Regions from separate parts of the Cyprinus carpio genome. Here region 2 is linked to region 1. A link is a contact called in public Hi-C data. All regions are on one chromosome and are shown on one strand. The core of a region is the stretch at or near the end of the contact, and the rest is flanking DNA. Distances in the headings are between cores, read along the strand shown. Region 1 has its middle 41 kb from the start of LOC109071295. Region 2 holds the start of LOC109050145 (serine/threonine-protein kinase pim-1-like).

Region 1 (3,640 bases), core at 531-3,030:
ATTTGGCCAAAAAAAAAAAAAAGAAATTAAAAATTGGCTGTATTTACACCACCGGACGGGAAATAAGAGGTGAGGTCAGAAATGACACTGGATGAGTGAATTCACTTGTTATTGCCAACAGTTCTGAACACCATTTGGGCTGCACTCTGTCCTCTTTTGTTTGGCTGTGATTGCTTAACTTATTCCAGTCAATCTAATTCCTGTTAAAGTTTATTCCACAATCGTTTCCATTTATTCATTTGGCAGACACTTTTAGAATTTCAAAATGCATAAAAGGTGTTCAATGTACAGTATTTTTTTTGTCTGCATGCAGTAGGTGTTCTTTGAATCAAGCCCTTGGTGTTGCTAGCATAGATTTGTAAATATAATATACACATATATTTTATGCTCATAAAGAGAGAAATGGCATGCTATTTTGATTCATGTGTTTTATATGTGAAGTTTATATTTGGTTATTATGATTTAGTTTACTTTAGCCCCAAATTAATATTGTCATTATTTACTCACCCTTATGTCAGATAGTAGCAAAAAGTAAAATTTCAGTTTGCTCTTCACAAAAAGCTCCAAGACTTAAATAAGCAGAATTAAATAAGAAATACAGTGCATGAGACATACTACATTTAAAGTGTTTTTATGCTCAGCAGATCCTGCAAAAATATCTTCTTTCAACAAAGAACATAATGGCACATGCATTTGGAAGAACGAGAGGGTGAGTAAATTATGCTATTTTTATTTATTTATTTATTTTAATGGGTGAAATATCCCTTTTACAGTATTTATTGTTTGTTAATAAAAATGTTAGCTGCCAAAAAAAACCATCAAATTTATTATATCAGCATTTTATTACATAATTAATTTATTAATTTAACAATTAATGATGCTTTTTATGATGGTAACATGATTTAATCATTACATTTTTTAGAAAAAAACTTAAAATATATTGAAATTAATGCTTAAAACAAGAAAATTAAGAAAATAAACTTGTGTTCTCTATGTTGGATTTATCTGAAATCAAGACTAATGTAAATATACTGTGTCTTGTTTAAAGGATGTTAGGATATTGCAAGACAAAACTACTTAAGAAGATTTATTTATTTATTTATTTTCAGTTAAATTCAGTGATTAAGCTCTTTAGCTTTCCTGTGGGAATGATGCATTTGAACTGAAGCAGGTATTGCCAGCAGGGAGCGCTATATGACAGCTAAAACACATCTTGTGATACTAATAATAAGAAACTTGGCCCTTATATTTATACAACAATCCTGGCTCTAACAATTTCCTTAGTCAAATTATTACTCATCAAATTTCAAGCCTCATGAGTGCATGGACTTTCCGTTCAATGTCGGTGACCTTTCCCGAATATTTCATATTTTTCTAGTAATGTTTATGTCCACCCTCCCTCACTCTGCTGTACATCATTGCCCGTGGCCCCTGTTGTTTTTAAAGAGTGTAATATCCCTCTGCTGACACACAGATTCTGTGGAATTACCCGGGAATTCTCCTTCCTGTCCAACAGAGTATGACTGTGTTTTGTTCCGAGAACTACTTGACAGCGTTTTCTTTTGTGGAATTTATAGGGATTTTGGCCATCTGGGATGATGGACCATTGAATATATTTGGGGAATTCACTATTTATACACCTTGCTGTCCGCTTTTGTCAGGCATGTTGTATTTATTTGATTATTTATTTATTTTGTATTGACTGGTTCATCCTGTAGCAAAGGGCTGAAATGCTCTTGTGATGCCAGACTGGAGTAAATGGTTCTCATGGTAACAGAAGAGTCTGGCTGCCACCCAAACCCTGCGCTGTGCTGGAACAGACAGAGCATTCTGGCATATAATACATCAAAACTACCACCATCACCTTACCTAACCCTGCCTTCCACTCCCACACACACACGTTTAAGAGGGCAGAGTAACTGCATCAATGTGTTATATTTGGAAATAGTATCCATCACCATTCAAGCATTTTATAATCACTTCAAGGATGTTAGAGCAGTGATTCTCAACTGGTTTTGCTTCAGGATGTAGATTTTACATTTGAAATCAATGATTAATAGAATTGTTTATTGTACAAAATTGAAGACATGTCTTTAAAATCACTTTGATAACTATAGGAACAGTTAAAATGATAACTATAGGAACAGTTAAAAGGAACAGCGTTTATTTAAAATAGAATTTTAATGTAACAATTTACACATCTTTACTGTCACTTTTGATCAATTGAATGGATCCTTGCTGAATAAAAGTATTCATTTTTGAAATTTTGAACAGTAGTGTATATACCAGTTAAATTTAATTGTGCTTTTTTATTTACATTAACTTTCATCATCATCTAACACTAAGTTTAAGACATTTAACAGTGATGTTAAATGAAATCTCTTAATTTTTGTTAAATGTTACAATGTTAAATGTTTTTTTTTTAGGATTCCAATTTAGTATTATTTCCCCTGCTGCCTGCAACACTGCTTTATAGCATTATCTCCATGGATCTTCAAGCAGCCATCGGTGATGCAGTATGATGTTTAGCCCACATGACCGCTGTAGTTAGTCATCATAAGCCGGTGGATAACTCTTTGAACGACAAGTACTATAATCATTCTGTGATCATCACATGAACAAAACACTCTGTAATTTGGAAAAAAGCTGTTTGTTGCCAGTAATTCCAAGCATGTTATTCCTGTTGAGGAAGTTCTGAGAAACAGGCCATTGTGTTCCTCAGCTGATTGATAGATGGCGCCGTACAGCGAATGAACTCTGTGCCTCCTTGGCAAACCAACACAGTACAGGTCATGTGAATCTGGCTCCATCTCAAAGCGCTTTGAATTTATTATTCAGTGTGCAGCTACAAATATTTTTGTTTTGTTTTATTTGTTCTGTGCTGAAAAGGATGCTGGTGAGAAGGAAGTGAGGTATTTAATCCATGCATTGTTTCATGTTAGTATTGTTTATAACATTTCCACATTACCTAATAAGGCCTGTTTCCTGTGCTGCAAAATGATGACAAAATGCATCTTGCAATTCATTAATAAGATGATCATTTTTTGTTTTGTTTTGTTTTTGTTAAAGACATCTATGAATATCTTTGTGAAGGTGTTGAAGTGGTTGATGTGTCAATACCTCTTGCCCTTTAAGAAGCCCTTTGGCTTTGACCATGTTAGGGTTCATGAGGAAGGTCAAGTCTTTTTCAGATGTTAAAAGTGGTAAAGCGTCAGTTTCCTTTAAGAGTTCCTTTCATATCTCACCTCAGTCGGTCTGTGTTATCTTTTAATACCTCATGAGATCTCACTTCATTATGTGGCTCTCTGGAATACTTGATTCCGATTGGACAGTGGCAGCATTCTGTTGTGTTTTGTAATGGTTATTCAGAATTAAAGAATTGACTTCCTTTCAATTAATGAGTCCTGGACATTTGACACAGGAAGTTGGAATTAGATTTTGGAATTGGGAAGCTGAAGTTGGAATTTGGATTGGATTGACAGAGGATTTGTAATTCAGAGAAAGTGAATTACAATGGTAATAATTATGCATATTAAAATATATGAAATTGAACTATAATGATAATGCATGTGTGTGTGTGTGTGTGTGTGTGTGTATGTATTATTATTTAGAGATTTTATCTGTTACAAAGTATATAAAC
Region 2 (3,640 bases), core at 816-3,315, 100 kb after region 1:
TCTCATCCACGTGTCCCAAACTTCTATATACCTGTGCTGTTTTTTGTTTGGGAGGAGTAAAGTTTACTTATGCGGCCTGAACAAACAGATGCATTTACACTTGGATGAGTTGTGTCTTTGTGTGTGTTTCAAACCACCTCTTGAGGGAGTCTGAGTGATCAGATTACTATATGGCCCCATTTACACTGCATGGTTCAAGTGACCCAATTCCGATTTTTTCCTCTCATGTGGCACAGATCGGATATGACCGGTGAACGTGTAAGCAGGGAAAAAACCGCATGGATTCCGATTTTCTCAGATGGGATTCAGGCCTCATTCATACATGGTAATAAATCGGATATGAATCGGATACGTGCATTTGCGTGTGCTATGTAAGCAGACAAATCGGATATTCCCAGTAAATGCGAGTCGTTACGTCATTAAAAAAGTGACGTCAACTCAGGTGGACACCACCAACTGAGATCACATGACTTATTTATAGGCGTGATAGAGGACGAAGGATACACACAGTGGAGCAATGCGGAGGTTTCATGTCTTTTAAGTCTTTGGGGCGAAGAGACAGTGCAGGCAAAAATGCAGGGTTGTTACAGAAATAAATAAGTTTGAAGACATTTCACGAGATATGGGGAGGCACGGTTTATTTAAGCGCTTTTTTCTCCGCCGTACGAGACAATGTTTTGCTGATTTTTTTTTTGTTGACTTTTCAATATATTATGGAAAGCAAAACACTGTTTAATTTTATTTGCATCTGCATCCATTGTATTTCGTGCTGTTTTACTTCCTTTTCCGAGTCAGAACGTCTACGTTTGGTAGTTTCAGCAGTGTATAATGTAAATGCAAAAATCAGATACGGGTCACTTTTAAAAGATGATGTAAGCGGGTCGTCAAAAAAATCGGATATAGTCAGAAAATCGGATTTGGGCATCAAGACCTGCAGTGTAAATGCAGCCTATGTCTCAAATGGGTCTTTGAGGGCATTTACACTTGGTCTTTACTACTTGACTATACAATGAGTAGAGATGAAGTGTTCAGGCGTGAAAGCCCCCTAATATAGGTTTACATCAGTTTTTTGTTGAGTTTAGGCATATGTCCAAAGGGCGGGGAAAATACAGAAGACAGGGAGAGCAAGTGCCATTCAAACAATAATCTGCGCGGGAAAGAGAGGACAAGAGAGACATGGGGGATGGGTCTGCAAGTCTTTTTTATCTCAAGTTTCCCACATCCTCCCGCCGAGTTTAAAACCGGCCACCCAATTTGAAAGAATGCCTGGTATGCACCTCATTTCCATAGCGACCGGCATTGTTCTCCATTTAAACAAAGCCTGTTGCACGCCAATAAGAGGAGGAAAAAAAAAACTTTACGCGCTAATTTGAGATTAATGAGGTAATGCAGTGCGCGAGGTCTTCCTATAAATTTTGTAAACCTACTTTACGTGACAGAAACAAAAACAAAAGAGCTGTCCATTGGGTAGAGAAAATGAAAACGTGGGTTGCATTACACTGTAGATATTTTTTTTTTTTTTTTTTTTTTGCTGTCTCTTCCTCTTTCATCACGTGAAATGGTTGTGTTCCTTGAATGCTATATACAAGAAAAACTTTAAAGTTGCACACTGACTATTATACTGTTACTGAACTAAAGTAAATTTCTGTCTGTCTATGCTTTTATAATATATATGTATATATTTGTTCATATATAATATGCATCTTTTCAATCCTTTTACAAGATTGTATACATAAAGCATGCATCTATTTTTGTAATACTCTTCATACTTCTCTTCATACTTTTCCGAATCTGCAACGGCGACTTTTGTTATATACACACAGCCATGTGCATCATTATCCCTGTCTGCCCCACGCCGACTAAGCGCCCTTAAAAAAAGCCTCGACTATTTGGCGCGTTTTGATTCCCGCCACGTCTACGTTTTCCTTTATTTTCATATTTGATTGACCTTTTTCTGCAGCGGCAGGCGCATTAGTCATTGGCTGAATCATGTTTGTGGGCGGGGCCAGTATTGACGTACTAGCAGCCACACCTCTCTTTTACTACTGGTATATAACGGCTCTTGCCCCTCCCTCACGATTTAGAAAGCCGGGTATTTGTGTTCAGCGCGCACCTCGGACGATAATATTTATCTTCAAGATATATTAATCATTTATTTATTTTATTTCAATATTCAAAACTGGAATAGACCTTGCGCGGTCGATCAAAGTTCGTCTTGGGAATCAAAACCCATCGAGCCTCGATGAGAAGAGATCTCTACAGGCTTCTAGACCGGATCCCTCGAGTAGACCTTCCCTACAACCATCTCTACACGACGGATTTCGACCTCAACATTGGAATAAATCTCAAGAAGGATTCGCATTTCGGATTATAAAATGCTTCTAACAAAATTCAACACATTTGCTCACATTTCCACCGTGGACATGCCGGCAAAAATCCAGCTTCAAGGTTAGAGGACGGTTATTCTCGCGTGTCTCTGTGTGTGTGTGTGTGTGTGTGTGTGTGTGTGTGTTGTGGTCTTGGACTAACGTTAGTTCACTTCAGCAGACTTGAGTGTTGGGAATAGCGTGTGCGTCAGTTTTCCAATTATGATACAATTTTACGTCTTTTATCAATTCTTATGAATATATCATATCTTTTATCGACAGTTAAGGAGAAAGAGCCTTTCGAGAAGGTGTATCAGGTCGGCTCCGTGCTGGGAAGCGGCGGTTTCGGAACGGTGTATGCGGGTTTAAGGATCGCCGATGGCGCGCCGGTAGGTTCCAGAATAGATTATTTTTGTTTACATAAATGTTCGAATATTCATAACGTGTGTATAACAAATTTAAATAGTGTATAATATATCACTTCTCTGCTTAATAATGCATTTGTTTATAATTTCAAGGTTGCCATCAAGCATGTTGCAAAAGATCGTGTGACTGAATGGGGAGAGCTGGTGAGTACCTAATTCAATAGATTATATTCATATTATTTGTATCTAAAATATCGCATATGAATAATATATGACAGCGTCACTAAAACGAACACGTCCTCCGTTTCCAGCCCAATGGCGCGCGCGTCCCAATGGAGATCGTCCTGTTAAAGAAGGTCGGCACCGGATTCCGTGGCGTGATCAAGATGCTGGACTGGTACGAGCGACCGGACAGCTTCATTATCGTCATGGAAAGACCGGAGACCGTCAAGGACTTGTTTGATTTCATCACGGAGAAGGGCGCGTTACCGGAGGAGCTCGCCAGGAACTTTTTCCGTCAGGTTCTGGAAGCGGTGCGTCACTGCCACAACAACGGCGTCGTTCACCGTGACATCAAAGACGAGAATATTCTTATCGATCTACGAACCGGTGATCTGAAGCTCATCGACTTCGGATCGGGGGCATTACTCAAAGACACCGTTTACACCGATTTCGACGGTAAGAGACATTTGCATGACCTTCAAGCCAGGGTTCCCACGGTCACCGAAAACGTGGCGTGATCGGAGAAAATAGAAATACGTGCTTATCTGGCCACATGGAAACTTGTGTCGTGGCTATATATATATATATATATATATATATATATATATATATATATATATATATATATATATATATTATATTATTATTATTATTATATTATTATTATTATTATTTTAATATGTAACT

Evidence for each region. Hi-C and Micro-C count contacts between places; a contact is called where the count stands out from the background.
Region 2: a contact with region 1 is called in a Hi-C map of liver, with 6 times the contacts expected there. The contact joins the promoter of LOC109050145 here to the enhancer-like site in region 1. A contact is called at or near these places in 3 of 8 Hi-C or Micro-C datasets (liver and skeletal muscle).

What each region holds. Positions count from the first base shown.
Region 1 is chrA8:5,530,646-5,534,285 of ASM1834038v1, forward strand. It overlaps the pseudogene LOC109071307. Among protein-coding and RNA genes, the nearest start is that of LOC109071295, 41 kb to the left of the region's middle. Within about 2 kb of position 1,781, at least 2 of the 8 cell types and tissues checked have an H3K27ac peak or open chromatin away from gene starts, as enhancers often do. A contact at or near this core is called in liver, where this site is marked.
Region 2 is chrA8:5,631,233-5,634,872 of ASM1834038v1, forward strand. It overlaps LOC109050145 (serine/threonine-protein kinase pim-1-like), which reads left to right and starts at 2,066. Exons shown (of 6, transcript XM_042761755.1): 1 at 2,066-2,448; 2 at 2,649-2,755; 3 at 2,885-2,935; 4 at 3,043-3,409. The coding sequence starts at 2,376.